Regions from separate parts of the Callithrix jacchus genome. Here region 1 is linked to region 2. A link is a contact called in public Hi-C data. All regions are on one chromosome and are shown on one strand. The core of a region is the stretch at or near the end of the contact, and the rest is flanking DNA. Distances in the headings are between cores, read along the strand shown.

The links. Hi-C and Micro-C count contacts between places; a contact is called where the count stands out from the background.
Region 1: a Hi-C map of induced pluripotent stem cells shows a contact between it and region 2, with 3 times the contacts expected there. The contact joins two enhancer-like sites. A contact is called at or near these places in 3 of 3 Hi-C or Micro-C datasets (induced pluripotent stem cells and skeletal muscle).

The regions. Positions count from the first base shown.
Region 1 is chr15:82,504,365-82,508,203 of calJac240_pri, reverse strand. It overlaps FSTL1 (follistatin like 1), which reads right to left. Exons shown (of 12, transcript XM_078352063.1): 4 at 463-567. Among named protein-coding and RNA genes, the nearest start is that of LRRC58, 25 kb to the left of the region's middle. Within about 2 kb of position 1,688, at least 12 of the 16 cell types and tissues checked have an H3K27ac peak or open chromatin away from gene starts, as enhancers often do.
Region 2 is chr15:82,388,407-82,392,315 of calJac240_pri, reverse strand. The region is part of intron 1 of FSTL1 (follistatin like 1); the gene reads right to left. Among named protein-coding and RNA genes, the nearest start is that of FSTL1, 28 kb to the right of the region's middle. Within about 2 kb of position 2,620, at least 4 of the 16 cell types and tissues checked have an H3K27ac peak or open chromatin away from gene starts, as enhancers often do.

The DNA.
Region 1 (3,839 bases), core at 439-2,938, 120 kb before region 2:
GCATATATCTATATATCATAATGTCATTTTTGCATAAAATAGGGGGAACCATTACGTCTACAGGAGCATACAAACCCTCATGCTTATAGTAACATAGAAAATAAAAACTGGTTTTCATTTTAGAAAATAACACTGGTTACTTCAGACTAACGGGATTGAAGGATTATGGGGGAAGATGATAATTTTATGTCTGTGTAAATGTCTGTACAATTTCACTTATATAAAGCAATTCTTATTTTTTAATTAAAAAAATCTTATAGAGCTAAATATTTTTTAGAAAGAAAAAGTATCCATGCATTAAAAATCAGGAATCTAGAATAAAAATTCCACATTTTTCAGAGGGATGAGGTATGCTCTTATAAAGAGAATGAAATCACTGGCACTGCCTGCTGACGGGTGGCTCCGCAAGGTAGCCATACTGGCCTTGGACACTGTCCTCTGACTACTGATATCAGGACTTACCTCGATGCAGAGACAGGTGGGCTCTCCTTTCTCTGTGACTGCGCATTCCCGGCCAGCTCCACAAAACACATTGGCACAGATCTTGGATTTGCTCCTCAGCTCTTCCTAGAACACACAATCATAAAGGAAACCATGTGACTGAGATGAACTCATCACGGGATGAGTCCATAGTGAGATTATCTTTCAGGCTCGGGCTTTGCTCTGGAGTCATGGCTCATGGTCTTAAACAGCTAGATGCTAGGTCTTTTTCATTTTTATTTTTCTTGCAAACTACACAAAGAGAAGATGCTGGGTCTTAAACAGCTAGACGCTGCCTTCAACAGCTAGTGCCCTACTCCCAGGCACTGCTTCAGCCCACAATCAGGTACCTTAGTCTCTAATATGTTTCTCAAAGAGCAAGAGCTCTTTCCTTGCATGCTTCCTTTCTTCTAAAAATGCTTATTGAGCACCTATGCCAACACTATGCTAAGGGATGGAGATACCAAGGACACACCTTGTCCTCAGGAAGCTCTATGACGCTTAGAGGAAACTCACAAAGAAAGAGACATTTGGAAAACAACACAGGAAGTGCAAGAACAGAGGCACCAGGGAGCTGGTGGGGAGGAGAATGGTGAGAATCAAAGGATACTGAAGATACTAAGCCTTAACTGATTCTTAAAGAAGAAGAGTAAGTCAGGCAGAAATGGATACATTGTAGAGAACTATGAATATCTGAAGGACCCAAACTTGACTGAATGGTGTTCAAAGCACTATCATCTCGAGGTGCAAAAGAAGGATGGCTAAACCATTGGAAATGTGGATTTGCTATTTTTGCTATGGACCTATTTAGCCCCTGCCCAAGTCTGCCACTGACTTCAAGATTAATAGGGCTAAATTGCCTAATAGAATTATCCTCAAATCATTTGCTAGTCAGACATTACTGTTCAGACATGTGCAGCATAACTGACAAGGCAGGGAATGGTCTCAGTGTATGCCACCTGAGAATGTGGGGGTATTGATAGGCATTGATCTGTTGATGGCTCATCCCTTCCCTCCCATTCACTAGTGGCAGAAAGCCAGACCCATCTCATTCACCACTCAGCACAGTAGGTGATGGTTACATGAAGGAGAATGTGATTTCCCCAGCTTCTCATCCTGACTGGCTGAGAAGGCAAAATCACGGAAGATCTCCAGACCCAAGGCCACTGGGCCAGCACTGGCTGTGACAAAACCAACAAAGACTACAGGAGGCACGATGTGGTGATGGGGTCATGGGGGCTGGCTGTGTAAGGCAGGGATGGAACCCAACAGTTCCCCCTCCCGGCCATGTCTACCACATTATGCATAGAACTCACACCCACAAGTCTTGTAATAGTACAATTCTTATAGTTGGTGAATGTTTTATATCCAAGATTAGGGCAAAAAAAAAAGCAAAAACCAAGTATACTTTCGAGCTGAGGCGCCATATCCAATACAGCTGATCGACTGCCACCCAGAGGCTGCTCTGCAAACTCCAGGTTATTATTTTCTGTCCCAAGCCAGCTTGCTGGTCAAGCAGGGCTCCCATTGGTCTAGAAGCCGTTCCCATGCTCACATTTCATTGGTTCACATGCTGTTGCTAAACCAGTTCTTTTTTGAATGTTGCTAAGGCGAATTCAAGAAAGCTAGCGGCTGGGGAAGAAAGAGGAAGTAATTCCCAGAAGGCTTCGGGGACTGGAGAGCTGTTGTTTCCTAAACAGGGAGTGGAGATAAAAATCAAGGATATTCTCCAGGCAGGGCCCTCTTGTGGAAACTGCCTCGGGAATGTGAGGCAACACTAAAAAGGAAGAGGAAAAGGTTTTTGCTGACGAGTTGTAAAAAACCTCAGATATGATTCCCTTCTCCTCTCCCAAGAAACAACATTCTACCCAAGGGATACAGACAAACATGCACCCCCTGTGAGTGTGTGCCATGAGTTATGGACACACAAATGCATAAAAAGCAGGCTCAGATACATGCCTGCATTCAAAGACACCCACACACAGCTCCACAGGCAAACACCCACAAACTTCCACTCACTAGTCTACGTCCTTAACTAGTGATTTTCATTCTTTAAGCCTCACATGTCCTTGTCTATTAACCAGCCCTATCCTGCAGAGATTCAGTGAGATACATTTGGAAGTACGAACTGTAAAACAAGCTGCCTATGAAACGTGTTATTCATGGGAATGCCTTATAGAGCTGCTTGCAGAAAAGCCTGGGGCATTTATGGAACCTTCTTTTATCTTAAATTGTTGTTTTTTGTAAGTATTAAAAATAGGTTGAATTCAACCAAGTCATTTTTCAGGAATAGTTCTCAAAAATCCATTTGGAGAAACAGATACCTTTTGAGTTATAACAACTAATATTTGAATAGTACAATTAAAATTTACAAAATGTTTTCATATCCATGATTTAATCTTACAGGGAAATTCTACAAGAATAGGTATATTATTATTAACTCTATTCTATAGATTAGGAAATTGAAGATCAAAAAGGTCAAAAAGTTGCCCAAGGTCCCAAAGCTAGAAATGAGAGGAGCCAAGATTCCAACCCGTATCTTCAACCACTGATAACTAAACTCCCATTTATAAATAGCCGGCATCCTGCTAAGTTATTTTGATTATATGTGATTTAAGCTCTTCGAAAAATCCCTAAGTTAGACATCATTACTAGCCCCATTTCACAGGTGAGAAAGCTGAGCCTTAACTAGAAAGTGGCAGAGCTAGAATTCTGCCCAACCAAAGGGAAAGCAGTTTATATTTATTTTCATATCCAGATGACATAGCTTAAGGAAATTATCATGGGGGTGTGAACTGCATAATTAGCAAGTGTCGGGAGAATGTGCGTAAGAGTGCATCAGAGATTTAGTTTTAAATTACCCACATCCCACCTTTATTCCTTACTTGCTGGTCATGGGCTAGGTGCTCTCTTTAAACCTCAGCTTCCTCATGTGAAAAGTTGAAGTACTGATTCTTAGAGGGCTGTTGTGAAGATTAACGGGGACGGACTGCATGCAGCACAGTGCCTGCCACACCAACTGAAAGTGGCTACTATTACAGTGGGCAATTTATTTTCAGACAACTTGCCCACTGAGATACTGTCACTACCACCTTGGGCTGTCATGTCCCCGTTTTTTCCTGTCCTACCTTGCACTGCAGTGATAATATAGAACAGAAGGACTGACTGAATGGAAAAAACAAAAGGCCCATTTGAAGAACTCACAGTGGGGGAGCCACTAGTTATACAATCATTCCCTCTTTGCAGGTGACATTTCTGTCAATAGGTGGCAATCTCTCTCTTTGTCTCGCACAGCCCCGCGCCGCAATGCAGAGGTGCAGTGTTGGCTCCTGCAGCTCCACCCAGCTCTATCCTCCGTG
Region 2 (3,909 bases), core at 1,371-3,870:
GTGAGAGTCTGTATAATTCAGTGCTGAACATGTAGCAACTGTCTCCAAGTCCAGCACAGCCATTTGTGAGCTGTGTTCTCAGGTGAGTTGCTTAAACCTGTCTATGCCTCAGTTTCCTCAATCGTAAAGATGGAAATAATAATAGTAGTAATTTGAGTTGTGTGTGAACCAAGAGAATTAAAATGTTGTGGGCTGAGAACAGGGCCTGATCATATGTACCAGCTATCTACTATTACGATTACTACTACTACTCTCAACACACTTGCACTTTTCTATCTTTGAACATTTTTCCACTGTTACCAATATTTGAAATGCTCTCCCCTTCTCTCCACCCCTCTAAACTCTTCCCATCCTTTAAAGTCCTGATCAATTTTTTGTTGTTGTTGTTTGTTTGTTTGAGACAGAGTCTTTCACTGTTGCCTGGGCTGGAGTGCAATGGTGATCTTGGCTCACTGAAACCTCCACCTCCCGGGTTCAGGAGATTCTCCTGCCTCAGCCTCCTGAGTAGCTGGTAATACAGGTGCACATCACCACACCTAGCTAATTTTTTGTATTTTTAGTAGAGACAGGGTTTTACCATGTTGGCCAGACTGGTCTCAAACCCCTGACCTTGTAATCTGCCCACCTTGGCCTCCCAAAGTGCTGATTACAGGCATGAGCCACCGTGCCCGGCACCTGATCAAATTTTTCTTGCACTAACTTCCCTGAACTGTGAAATTTACAGTGTTCTTTTCTGTTTATTATTCTTATTATCTATTCCACAAGTTTTGCAAATTTGTTTCATCATGGAACTTTTTGTATTGCCATCTTGTATATTAACTTTGAGTGTAATTTTGCCTTGTTCCCCCCAATAGGCCTGTGAATTCTTGGAAGCAAGGACTCAGGCCTGTCCTTGTATACCTGGTACATTGACTTTCCAATAGTGGCTCAATAAATATCTGTTTATTTGACTTATTTGATTCACAGGTTGAATGCAACTTTGCCAGATGCCTTTGAAAGTGGTTAGCTAAAGAGAGAGTAAAGGAGTTAGAACCCTGTTATTTGCTTGTAGAATATTTATAATGTTTCTGTGTAAGATGTCCATTTCTATCTTGGAAGCCCTAGAACTGTGATTGGTGGAAATCCATTAGGATGAGATCAGACGCTGTTTTTGGCCAGAGAGAGATTTGGCAGCCAGATAGGCTCACAGAAGAGCAATTTAACCAGATGCAGCATGGCAGAGACAGAGTCCCCAGGGCTGGCTGTAACACAAAGAGGTCTCCTGAAGAGCAGTTGCTTTCACAAAGAAGTTTTGGAAGTTCAGACTTTCCTTCCTTGCTGCTTGATTTTCCCCTGGGTGGAAACCTTTGGCATCCGAAAGGGCCAGGGCCAGGTAAGACAGGAGGAAGAGCTAGTGTGTTACTGGGTCAAAGACTTTGGGTCCTTGTCCAAATTTTTTTTTTTTTGAGACGGAGTTTTGCTCTTGTTACCCAGGCTGGAGTGCAATGGCGCAATCTCGGCTCACCGCAACCTCCGCCTCCTGGGTTCAGGCAATTCTCCTGCCTCAGCCTCCTGAGTAGCTGGGATTACAGGCACGCGCCACCATGCCCAGCTAATTTTTTGTATTTTTAGTAGAGACGGAGTTTCACCATGCCGACCGGGATGGTCTCAATCTCTTGACCTCATGATCCACCCACCTCGGCCTCCCAAAGTGCTGGGATTACAGGTGTGAGCCACCGCGCCTGGCCCTCTAGTCCAAATTTTTTCAACAACTTCCTGGGTGGCCTTGGACCTTATGTCATCTCCCTAATCTTCAGTTCTCTCATCTATCATGAAGGTGTTGGATCAATACATAATCTCTACAGTCCTTGCTGACTCTCGTACTCTATCACTCATAGTGGAGTCATTAGTAGCTCTGTGCAGGAGACAGAGACCTCCTTTGCCTGAAATTAATATTCTTCTGGTTGGTAAGATACAATCAGAACACTGGCCAGTGGAGCTCAATTGAGTCAGTCCCCAGGGTGTGGAGTGGAATGGTCTCATTTTATGGAGAGTGGCCCTCCTTACAATAACTTGGAATCCTTTACCATTTCCACAACATCTGGGAAAGTATGGACTTGGGATATAGAATAATGAAGAGAGGCCAGGGTAATAATGGGGCAAAGGACATAAACAGGAGTCATATCTGATGATTTGGTTAATTGTCCTTGTCTCTAGATTATCATTGAGTGTTCCCTTTCTGTAGTCTCTGACTGAAGTCACAGTCATTAATGACGGTAGAGGTCCAGGGAGATGAAGCAAGATTGCACTGAGGCTTGGTGCCAAGTTTGTACAAGTCGTCAGAGACCCCGCCCAGGCCTTGGACTTGCCCTTATGAGTGCATTCTCTAGGTCTGCCCCTACCTCCCCCTGCCAGAAGGTGCTCCTCCCCCAGTACCCCCCAATATGTCCTTGTCAGCCTTCCTCAGGTGCTCCTGGCTATTCTCTGCTGTCAACTTAAAGCCATAACTTTTCTCTACTCCCCCAGCTAAGACAGCAGGTCTGCCTTTTTTAAACTGAGATCAGGCTCCTGGGTGTGAGATACGTGAGGCCATGGCTTTGTGTCTCTTGGTGCCTGTGAGCTCATCTTGGGCCTGGAAAATCATGCTGAGGAGGAAGATATTTTTGCTGTTGCTGCTGCTACCATAGGAAACAGTGCTGTGTTTCAGGAGCTGGGGAATAGTGTGGCAAGCAGATGACGCTGTATGGCGGAACATTGATGACCTTCTGGAAGACATCCAGAGATAAGCTGGGAACAGTTTGTGCGGAAAAGGGAGAGTCCTAGTAGCCAATCCAAATATTGCAGATGGAATTCTTGTGAGCAAGGGCTTTCTACAAAACCATTTGCCAAGACGGCCCACATGTTTGCAAGGCAAATGTCTAGGCGCAAGCTTACAAAATACAACAGGCAGCTCAATGGCAGGCTGGGCATGTTGGTGGGAGGTGGACAAGTGAGGACTTTCATCTGTCCATTTCTCTCCAGCTGCTGCAGGGGGCCTCTAATGCTGTATGAGTTCTTTGACTTTCCAATCTATTTAATAGATGAGAAGCTCATCCAGGTCATGCCTCTGTCTCCACGCTGGATGGTACTTGCAGCATGTGACTATAAGAAAGTTCTGTTCCTTCAGTAAATGCCTCCAGGGAGAAGTGCCCACACATTCTCTGCGACCCATTCTACTGTTTAATCATTGCGAAGTCCCGCACAATAGGCTTCACATTGACCTTAAGATGTCCCCTTGGTTGTTTACTGTTAATCCCCCTATTTCCTATTGATTACAGGCGGGGAATAGCCACTGACCAAGGTTTCTACTTGAAAGGATGCTTTTTAATACCTGACCATAACAGGCCCCCTTAACCTATACTTATTTAGACTTAATAATTTTAGAAACATTTTACACACATATTTACTTGATCACAATCTTTTCCAACTATTCTATAATCTCTGCTACTGACCACAGCTGTCCTCCCTGCACAGAGCCCCCCTCCTTTCTAAGCACCCCATCTCTTCCCAACCTTAGAAATTTTTCCATTTTCAGTGTACCAACATTTGAGCAGCTGTATAAGCACAAAATATTTAATTTAGGAACAGTGTCTGTGGGAAGGAATGCTTTGTTAGTTTCAAAGTAATGCAAAGCTTAATTTTAGAAAGTAATTTAACCTTTTTCTTTGATTCTGGAAGTCACAGAGATTAGGGATTGCACTGCAGAGGCAGCCTCCCTGATGATGCGAGCAGTGTGCAGTGCTGGGTTTTTCTGCAGCAGTTTCATTTGTATTCTCATTCTCATTTCGTTATTATTCTCACTCACACAGTGAGTCAGTTCAATAGAAACATTTATCCCCTGAAGTCAGGACCTATGTCTTGTACAGCCTGTCTGTATGGCCAGGGCCTGAA